Regions from separate parts of the Zea mays genome. Here region 1 is linked to region 2. The links are chromatin contacts, called in public Hi-C maps. All regions are on one chromosome and are shown on one strand. The core of a region is the stretch at or near the end of the contact, and the rest is flanking DNA. Distances in the headings are between cores, read along the strand shown. Region 1 holds the start of LOC100216894. Region 2 holds the start of LOC103633164 (P-loop containing nucleoside triphosphate hydrolase superfamily protein).

What was found. A called contact is a pair of places that touch in the nucleus more often than the background predicts.
Region 1: a contact with region 2 is called in a Hi-C map of tassel, with 2.2 times the contacts expected there. The contact joins the promoter of LOC100216894 here to the promoter of LOC103633164 in region 2. A contact is called at or near these places in 2 of 25 Hi-C or Micro-C datasets (leaf and tassel).

The regions. Positions count from the first base shown.
Region 1 is chr7:154,683,443-154,689,309 of Zm-B73-REFERENCE-NAM-5.0, reverse strand. LOC100216894 reads left to right here and starts at 2,397. Exons shown (of 5, transcript NM_001143281.1): 1 at 2,397-2,999. The coding sequence starts at 2,985.
Region 2 is chr7:154,529,028-154,534,115 of Zm-B73-REFERENCE-NAM-5.0, reverse strand. LOC103633164 (P-loop containing nucleoside triphosphate hydrolase superfamily protein) reads right to left here and starts at 3,462. Exons shown (of 5, transcript XM_020541194.2): 1 at 2,950-3,462; 2 at 1,618-2,856; 3 at 1,194-1,521; 4 at 850-1,111; 5 at 367-773. The coding sequence starts at 3,327. The coding sequence ends at 548.

The sequences.
Region 1 (5,867 bases), core at 1,148-3,647, 160 kb before region 2:
AAAAATATTTCGAAGGTTCCAAAAATTCTAAGAAAATTACTAGACATCATTTGGCACCCAATGGACTCAAAAACAGATTTAGAGCTTTGAAAATATTTTTAAGTACCTCGAATAAATAGAATTTGGTTTTTGAAAAATAGAAAATTATTCTGAAAATATGAAAATTTATCAAAAGCTTCTATATGGTATATTAACATGTGTCAAATACCTTTTACACTTAGAAACACTATGCAACAACATAAATGCAACAACCAAAGCACCTCTAGGGCCCATTTCACTAGGCTTAAGCCAATATATAACAAAATAACTCTCCATTATTTTAGTAAAGAGAAAAGGAAAGCAAGAAAAAGAGAGAATAATAACTGAATTTTGAGTATAGAGCAAAGAATTTTTTATACCCAAAAATCAGGTTGTTACAATTGGTCATTAATCATCAAAACTAATGTAGAAACGACACATAGCACATTTACCTTTCAACAACGCACAAAGAAACTCATGCTTTATAGTTGTATTGATTGGGCCGATCTCGGATTTCTTAAATACGGGTTCCCACAAAAGCTGGCGGAATAGACCTTCTCCCGTTTTCCCCGTTTCTTGATTTTTCCACAAATACGAAAATGGACGGGTCAAATGTGAAAAATTGTACAGGTCGGGACGGGATTTTACTCGTATGTTTTGAACCCTAATCTCATCAAGTTTCATTTTATTATTCCTTCTCATATTAACTTTAGGTTTCCGCTTTCTCTCTTCTTATATTACTATTATGTTTTAAGATAGCACTATGTACTGACGTCTCTATATGTTATATGTCTCCATTGGACATATTTAAACCGTCTAAAAAACCCAAAAGAAGAGGTGTGCTATGACAGTTCGTTTTTGGGGCACAACTACATGCAAAAAGCTCCATGTATGTGCAATGGCAGAATAAGATGTGTTTGGAGACAAGAGCTAATTACTAGCTAGCTTAAAAAATTAGCTACTAGTATATCTAATGAGAAGGGCTAATATATTGACTAATATTTTTAGCCAAGTCTCTCTATTTAGTTGCTAGTAATCTATCTAATCAAATTTAACTAATTTAAAGTATTTTAGCTGAATTAGTAACTAGCTCTCTCTCATCAAACATGCTCTTGAGCTCTTCTATAACCAACATGTTCTTCTATAACCGCAAGATATACTCTTATGTAGCTATGCCACGAGTTACTTTCGTAGACCCCAAAAGTTAGCACAATCAAGTACTTATCATCCTAATATAATATGTTCTCTTAAAAATTGTTAGGTCACTTTGTGCCCCACAACCCCTTAATCTCATACAACCAAATAAGCTCATATAACGGTGCAAAACACTGTTTTGAACTATAGATTGCGCTGTTTACAGAATGAAGTTAAAAACGAGAGACGAGGATTGCTAGAGATAGCCTTACCAATAGGAGCCAGTGTAAGCATGTAACACGTGCAGAAGAAATTTGGAATTATGACATTATGAAAAGTGGAATTCGCTACTTTGTCATCAGTTTATGAGGCTTCATCTGAATATCATTATAAAAATGTTGCACGCTGTAATGTCATTTGATCGTTTAATAAAATAAAAAAGAAATGTATATATTTGTATGGATATTGAGGTCTAGTTTTATTGGGACACATAGAGACAACAGGGGCTTACGACGAACATCAGTCACCGAAGTGATAATGGATGAACAATAATAAGGGTAAAATTGTCCCTCAATGTCTCTATAAATATTGTCCCTTAGAATTAGTTTGGAAATTCAAATCTCCTTCGGGATTGAAGGAGATTGAAGAGAAAATTAGTTCATTTCCACCTCAATTCCCTCAAATCCTAAAGTGAATTTGAGGTTCCTAAAATAGCCCTCAATGTCTCTATAAATATTTTTTTTGTTTTTATAAAACATCAAAATGATATTACAACAGGTGCAACATATTTTATTTAATTCACATATTTGTAATGTAATAGATAACTAATAACGTTAAATTATATTTGTTTAAGTACAACTACAATAAGGTACCAATAACATTAAACTATATTTGTTTAAGTACAACTGTAATAAGGTACCACTTTAAAAATTGATACTGATCTATTTAAATTTAATACCACTGTAACGTTAAATTATATTTGTTTAAGTACAACCGTAATCAATACTATATTGAAAATGAGTACCGGCTTATTCAAAATGGTTACCGTCGGTAATCGAGTGTTAATCATTATCATTAATATTTACGTTATATTTCATGAACCAAACGACACCTGAAAATGTAAATCATTACCGTTACATTTGGTGAAACAACTGACAAGGTTGTGAAACCCACCTCGAAGGCAGAATTCTGAATTTCTCACCGTCTAACTGTAGGTGCAGCTGTGATCTCCCAACGCCATTTCACGGTTCTTCGTCAACCGTCATCGCTTTCTCCCCCTCCCCCGTCTCTTCTCCCTCGAGGGAATAAGCCCGCCGCGTGAAGCTTCTTCTTGCATCCGAGTGCGGAATCACCTCCAATCTGCCCCTCGGGCCGCCGGCGCCGATGGAGAAGGTGAAGAACATGCTCAAGCCGCGGCCGACGCCGCAGCAGCAGCTGCGCGAGTGGCAGCGCCGCCTCCGCAACGAGTGCCGCGTCCTCGACCGTCAGATCCGAGGTCCTACCCCCGAACGCGCCCGCATCTCCTTCCCTTCTCGTCCCCCACATCTCCTTCCCCTGGTCTCCAAGGGAACTGGCGATCGGGCTCGTGTGGACGGGTACTAGGTGTGATTCAAGGATTGGTGGTCGGGTGTTGCTTGTTGCTCTGGTTTGCCTCAGAAATGGCCAAGGCGGTGATGCGATTAGCCGAGCGATTCTCCCGACCCTGGGGGCTGTGCGCCAAACCCTTAACCCTTACCTGTAAGTATTTTTGGGTATGAATTGTTTTTGCAGATGTGCAGAGGGAGGAGAAGAACGTGGAGAAAGCCATCAGGGAGGCTGCCAAGCGCAATGACATGGGATCTGCAAAGGTAGTTTACTTTTCTTGATTTTTTTGGTACAAGTGTTAGGCCCTGTTTGTACCCTCTAGATTATATAATCCAGCTTAAATAAGTTAAGAGACAAACAAACAACGCATATTATTAAGTAGATTATATGATCTAGATACCTAGATTATGATAATCCATAAGCAGGTCATAGGTGCTTAACTGATTATATAATCTATAAGCTAGATTATATTATCCAACAAGGAAACAAACAGGGCCTTACTCTGCTAGTCTGCTTGCTCTCTCGTGCTTAGCATAGTTCGTTGGGATTTTGAGAGTACCACAGTTTGTCAAGGTGAATCTAGGAACAATGTAGATACTAATCAAATTGATCTCCTGCCACTAAACCTAAGGTTTTAGAATTGATGTTCATTTCATTGTGTAATGTGGATTTAGTTCTATTACATGAGCGAAAAAAATCCTACAGGTCTTAGTGCAGGAATATTGGACACGATAGGAGGAGCAATTGCACTGAATAAAAAAAACAATATCATAACCTTTTCACACCTCATTACGAATTTTATATGCCAATGCCATACATTTGATAGACTATAACTCTTGGTGTAAAGCTTCATATCTGGCAATCTAATATAATATGAAGCATGTTTTTCTCACCGCAAAGAGAGTGAATGTGAAACTGGATTTGCTTACATTATATAGGTTGAGGATGATTGGATTTTTTTCTCCCTATCTGTTTCTTACCTTTATTGTGTTGTCTGGTTATCTGTGAAGGAAGGAGAAAATGCGTATAATATGTGGGATGTTTATTGCTTGAGCCCTCGAGCTGTTTATATAAGAGTACATGGCTTGGAGGGCAAGGCGCCTCTCCTAGAGATAAGAAGGCTATCATCGGATTACAATCAATCCTAAACTATCCATATCCGGTGTTGCCTAATATACTTTAACATCCCTCCGCAGTCACAGAGGGAGTGGCGCAGACGATGAGACTGTAGAAGAAGCAGTCGAGCTGACATCCCCTCCACAGTCGTAACAGTCGATGCGACGTAGATGCTGTGGCTAGAGTGGAAGCCAATGAGGTTGCCCAAGCAAGGCAGTAGCCCTTTGTGCCGATGTCGAGGTAGCCAAGGATGAGGACGCAGAGCCGTTGTCGAAGTGCCGTGTGTTGGGTAGTCGTGGTCGAGGAAGATGTCGAGGATGACGGAGAAAACAAACTGCACAAGTCACAGCGCTCCAGAGGACGTCGTGGTGACCGTGGCGTTGAGAAGCAGTCGTAGACAAAGGTGCGATGCGTCGAGGCAGATGAGGGTGTCGATGCCGGGGGCGACGTGTCAAGCAGCCATGGACGATGTGTGTTCTAGGTTTGCCAAGCCTAGAAATGTGTCGTGGATGAATGCACGTGTCGATGGTGCCAGTACCAGACATACTAGGTAGAGGGCCCCAACCATATGTGCCAGCATCTCAAGGGACCAGCAAAGGAGGCCTCCGTGACGGTTGTGATGAAGCACGGAGGGAGTGTCGATGCAACGCACGGTTGTCAGAGCGGAGTATATGAAGTAGTCGAGGACGCGATAATGAATTCCCTAGATCTGGCGACAAGGCTGTGCTAGACAAAGCGAAGAGGTAGGCGTGAGCGAAGAGGTAGGCGTGGCGACACATCGAGGTTCCTGGAGTCGCGGCGGCGAGAGCCACGACTCATAGGAAACTAACCTCAATGGTGCCAGTGGAGCGCGATGGTGGTATTTGTCGGCGAAGAACTCGATGACAAATGCGGTGCAGTTCGGCGACGGTGGTTGCCTGGCTGGCACGCCTAGGACAGGCACAACATCAGCGCAAGGTGTTGACGCAGCATGCAGGAGGACCCGCAGCGCAGAACAATGGGTGTGTCGACGCAGCTCGCATGTGTCGAACCGCTTGCTCAAACCGTGCGCGGGAGACACGCACTGACGAGGTCGACGATGATGTAGATGCAACGACGTTAGTTGACGACAGACGACGATGCTGCTAATTGAGGTGGCGACGTAACTACGACCCTCTTGCTTGGCGAAGCATCGCGCGATGGACGACAAACGTCTCAGGAGGATGGTTCACCCGCGATCGGTTGATCAGGCCGATGGCGTGCGAGTCGGAGACGACGATGGTGATGTCGATGGTGGAGCCTCCTGATCGGTGGCGGCGACGACGAGCCGACATTGATGGACGTGCAAACGAAGAGGAGAGACACATGCATGCGTTTTGGTTACGCCACATGCCATGCCAGTTGCACCATCGGATAAGATGAAGAAGTCGGGGTTGTTGAAGCCGATGTCGAGGGCGCGCGAGTCGACTGGCGGTGGGCGATGGAGATGCAAACCCGATCACTGACCGGGAAAACAAAAAAAGACGTAACAACAACAAATCTAGGGAATTCATCGGGGTACCGAGGCGCATCCCCTGCGGGCGTGCGGCACAGTGGCGCGACCACGCGGACCCGACTTGCTGGCGCGACCTCGGCGGCTCAGCGCGGCGCGGCCTGGCGAGGTCACAGCCTCGGCGCGGGCGTAGCGTCCCCGGCGTAGGCACACGGCTCCAACGCGAGCGCGCAAGCCTGACGCGCGGATCCGGCGGGATTGACCGACAGCGACAGTCGGAGCCGCCACCATGGCGGCGCACGACCCAGCTAGCACGCGGGGATTCAACCCGGCCACAACCGTCACCACGACGGCGTGTGGAGGTGTTGGATCCAGCCGGTGCAGGTCGACAGGGGCCGATCCGAGCAACGCCGACGGTGAGTTTTTCGATCTGCTGCTACTTTGACTTGACACGATGACGATGATGGGCACAACAAATCAGAGGGACCGTCCGCGCATCCTACAAGGGCGCTGCCCCCGGCGGAGGACGATCTTCCCGAGGGCG
Region 2 (5,088 bases), core at 2,213-4,712:
GAATTTTTTACGTTATCTATTTAAAAAACAGAACCGTAATTTATGATATGCGTCCCACGCGGGAGGTTGGTTGTTGGTCCGAGAGTGCGCGGTCCAACCAGAACTTCCTTTAACATTTGGAAGCTCAGGATCTATATATTTGGTCAGCCAGCACAACCGGGTCTATCCTGACTCGTTCACAAAGATGAGTCTGTAGTACAGTTCGGAACTAACCGTGCCGTGCTACAACGGATAAGACCAAACGGCCACTTTTCACTTTAGCGTGTATAGATTTAAGCTGGCCTAATGAAACTTTAGAACAATTGACGAGTAGAGCGCGGGAACACTGCAACGATAGCCTTACGTCCAAAGCAACAAAAGTACGTACAAACGAGGACATGATTCTTCATGTGATGTTAAATTTATTTAAGGGATCTAGATCAATCATCATCATCACCTCATAAGCAAGATAGTTCAAAACTTAAGACACACAGACTTTGGCCAAAGTTGGTGTTTCTAACTTGGTAGTTGGAACCCCGGACCCGGAGCTTGCGAGTTGAGTTTACCATCATACCCCGGACCTTCTCGAGCCGCCGATCCGCAGCCTGTCAAACTTGAGCAGATTCTCCACTAAGTCCAGCTCGATCGAGGCCTTGATTATGGCGCTGGCGAGGTCCTGGTCGTCCTTGGCGTCGAAGAAGCAGCCCCTCTCCTTGGCGTCGTCCACGATCTGCCGCCATATCGTCTTGCCGCTGGCCAGCGTCTTCGCGTTACCCAGGATCCACAGGCAATGTCTGCAAAACATACCAAACAAAAACATCATCGTCGAGAGCACTATTGCAGACACACAAACAAAAACAAAAAGCTCACTTGGCCCGCGTCAGCGCGACATTGGTGCGGTTGGTGTCGGCGAGAAAGCCGATCTTGCCGGCGGTGTTACTCCGCACGGTGGAGAAGATGATCACGTCCTCCTCCGCGCCCTGGAACCCGTCCACGGTCCGCACCTTCACCGAGAACGACCCGTTGTGCATCGAGTACACCTGCTTGCCGAGCTTCTCCTCGATGGCGCGGACCTGGCCCTTGTAGGGCGACACCACTCCCACGCGGATCGCCTTCCTCGTGTCAACCGACTCTGCGCAAACGTTCAGCAGATCAGCTCAACGTACGTACTGTGTGCTCTAGGTCCAGGGAGATCTTGGAACCGCGTCAGATACCTATGAACAGCTTCTGAACGATCCGGGCGACAGCAGCTGCCTCGACGGGGTTGATCAGGCTGCGGTCCTGCTTGCCCGTGGCCTCGCTGCCGCCGTCGATGTTGATGAACGAGTAGGACCCGTACATGGGGCCGGCCAAGTGCCGCCTCTCGTAGTTCCTGTTCAGGACATTGGGGCCGTCGGTTATCCGGCCGCCGTAGAAGCTGGAGACAGGGAACTTGCTGATCCATGGGTGCATCCTGTACTGTACGTCGAGGAGGTGCTTGGGCTGTTCTAGAGATGTTAGCCTCTCAAACAAACTTCTTCCAAATCCTGCATCCTCACAAACCTGTACATGCATATCACAGCATGTTTTTTTATTATCAAAACCGGCGATGTAAATTAAATTCAACATCACGGCAGAAAGGGAAAGGGATTAACCGACCTTGCTTTTGACCAATGCGGGAAGCTGGTACTCATCACCGATGAGAACAGCGTGACGGACGCCAGGCAGCTGCAGGGGTATCAGTGACTCGCACTCCTTGAGCTGTGCGGCCTCGTCCACGACAAGGACCTCCAAGGGCTGGGCCTTCTGCATGTAGTGCAAGCGGTACGAGCTCGAAGCTGTGCAGAGCACGATCTTAGCATTCTGAAGCAAGAACTCTTCGATCGTTCGGCTGTCATACATTTCCGGAAGCTCAAAGTTAGAAGAAAGGAGCCGTAGCTTGCAAAGACACGAGGATCTCGCATCCTTCAGCCGGAAACTAACATCGGTGTCCCTTTTGAACAGCGCTTGTAGCTGTTCGAATGGTTCAGACTGCACGAGCACTCCAAACGCATCGAGCAAGAGCGGCATCTCTGCCATGCAGCAAAAGTTTTCTTCTGACGTTGCGGATCTGGGAAGATCATCGACGAAAGTCTCCACACAAGTGCGCAAATCCTTAGCGAGCTTCTTGTAGTTACTCTGGAAGTAGGTCTCGTATGACATTTTCTCTCGCTCTACCAATCGTACTTTTTTCTGCACTTCCAGTAAATCTTTCTGCATCTCCTTAACTTTTTTGTCATCCATCGTCCGTAAAGAACAGACAGCTATTTCATTTCTTAGCTTGATTTCTTCTGAAACAAAATGCAATAAACAACCTTGTATGGCCTCATCATACCTTTCATACGGAACCATCGGATCCTCGAGAAGTACAATCATGGAGCTCAGGGAGTTTGTCCACCCTGTGCTTGGCATCATGCACTGACGCAGACGGCAAACACGCGAGCCTATGAAGATCTTTTCTAGTTTCCGGTCCACGGCCATCCTGTCCTCGTTGCCGAAGAGCACGACATCGCCTAAGAAACACTTCGTTGCAGCACAGCCGCTGCCGGACTCTTCGATAACACCAAGGACCCGCGACGCGACCTCCGCCACAGCAGTGTTGGTCGGAGCGCAGGTCACCGTCCTGTGGTTCTCGATCAGCATGGACCACAGGAGCGCGCTGATGGTCTTCGTCTTGCCCGTCCCGGGAGGCCCCCAGATGAGGCGCACGGAGCAGGCCGGCTGGTGCACTGCGGAAACGCAGTCGTGCACCGCGTACAGCTGCGAGTCGTTGAGCTCGAAATCCTTCAGGCCATCAAGCTTCCGATCCAGAAGACTCGAAGGTGTTTCTGACGACGATACGTTGTAGTCTCGACCAAACTGTCGTCAGCAAAAAGAAAACGTCATGTAAAGCAATAAAAACACAGCAATATTTAATAGCTAGAGATATAAACTGATGCATTAGGATTATACCTTTGGATCCAATGTCTTCTCAATGAGGCTGGTGTTCCTACACGCCGCAGCACGCGCATCCAAAGCGTTCAGTATGCGATTATATGTGGTCATGTTGACCAGGAAGACGGCAAAAAGAGGCAGCCCTTCCGCTGGCCCGAGCGAGCGTGACAGCCGCACCACCGTGCCGTCGCCGCTCTGGGCTTTCAGCACGGAGCAGAGCAGGTAGGGCTTGCCAGTCAAGCCCAGCTCGGAACTGTGCCTGGGCCTCCGGTCCGTCAGCACCAGCAAGTCGGCGTCCTTCGGGACATAGGCCTGGTCTCGTTGGGCCAACTTGGGGTCGTCGGCATTCTTGACCCCGATGCGGAATATGTCCTGCTCTTCGTCGAGCTGCACCATCCGGGTCACCTCGGCCGCCGGGGCGTGCCTGATGCCTTCCAGCGCGGAGCAGAGGTCGGCGCGGGTTTCTTCGATCAGTGGCAGGATGAAGGACTGCAAGTAACCGTCAAGCGAGTTGAATGTCTTGGGTACTTTCTTGACCTGCATTTTTCGAAAGATACTCCAGAATAAGAACAAAACTGAGGCTCTTTCGTAACGCAAAAAATTCACAGAAATGATATAAGAATTTCATAAGAATTAGTTCAAAAACATAGGAAAATGTAGGATTCAGAAATTTATTCTTTGATCCAAATGAGGCCTAACAGTCAATTGTGATTGAAAAAAAAACAGGGAGAGATAAAATGAAAATCTGAAAAAGATCACCTTTTTATTTAGGAGATTCCTATCGAGCACATCCTGAAGCCGCCACGAGAAGACGTGCCTCTCCAGCTCGCTCTGATCCCACGTCCCATACCTGCTGCCGCTAGCCTCCTTCCCCCTCGTAGACTTGGCTCGAAGGACGCGGCCATCAGACGACTCCTGCCGAACAAGCACGACGTCGTCGTCGCTGTCGTAGTAGTCGCTCATCGTCTCACCACCGGACTCCGGCCGAAATCCGGCGACGGAGAAAATGGTCGATTTGTTTCGTGCTGACTACTAGTAAGGGGGTGTTTGGGAACAAAGTTTTTCTGCAGTTTTGGAAGAATACTGCAGTATTCTTAAATACTGCAGTATTATATACATAATGGTGTTTGGCAAGCTAGGTAAAATCTCTGTTTTCAAAACTGAAGTATTGCAAATACTATAGTTGTTTTAAGGCATTCTAAACTTAGCTCTGGACCTCAGTTTTTAAAACTGCGGTATTATAAACTACGGCATTGTCATAACTAAAGTATAGTATAGTATTTCAAAAACTGTGGTTTTCAAAAACTTTGTTTCCAAACAGGGCCTAAAACTGAGTACTAAGAGCGCGGGTAGCAGGAACGCAAGGCGTCGGTGACTTATACTAGGAGGCGTACACCCATTAGGATCGCTCGAGTGATTTGAGATGGAACACCAAGGGCCAAGCGATTAATCAGTGCAATCCGCCGTTCCAGTTCTCAATGTCTGGCCAGCGCAGATGGCCATCAATTCATCGCAGCGTCCCGAGGCCCGTGGAGGATGGAGGGGCCGATCTATCACAGTGTTCAGACAATAGCACTGAAAACCCATGTCTCCATAAAACAGCATCGGTTTCACCTAATAGATTTACAAAATAGCACTCAGTTCTGCTGCTTTCTTCATATACAGATAGACCTAATTCTCCCTGCAGCATTAAGGTCTCCTTTATATCCCTTCAGTCCAAACAAAACTATACAAATAGATTGGCAAATACGAGTTCCATTTTAGTAATGCTAAGCAGAGCGTATTGTATATAGCATGATAGACCCACAAGACATACAGGTTGCGGGCCTGTTTGGAAATGCAGTTTTGAAATGATGTAGTTTTGAGATACTATAGTTTACAAGTGTACATGACAAAAATACTACGGTATTACTTTACCACAGTAAAATCATAGTATTCCTCAAAACCGAGATCTGTTTAGTTCTATTGGAAAAACAAAATATATGTAGAGAGAAGAGAAGAAAACTGAGGTCCTGAGTGGAGTTTCGAAAACTCCAAAAATACCACGGTTTTCAGGTAAACCATGGTATTTAAAACTGTGTTTTGCCTGTACAAACCAAACACCTTTTGTGTTCCAATACTATAGTATCATCAAATATCATAGTATTGTTTCAAAAC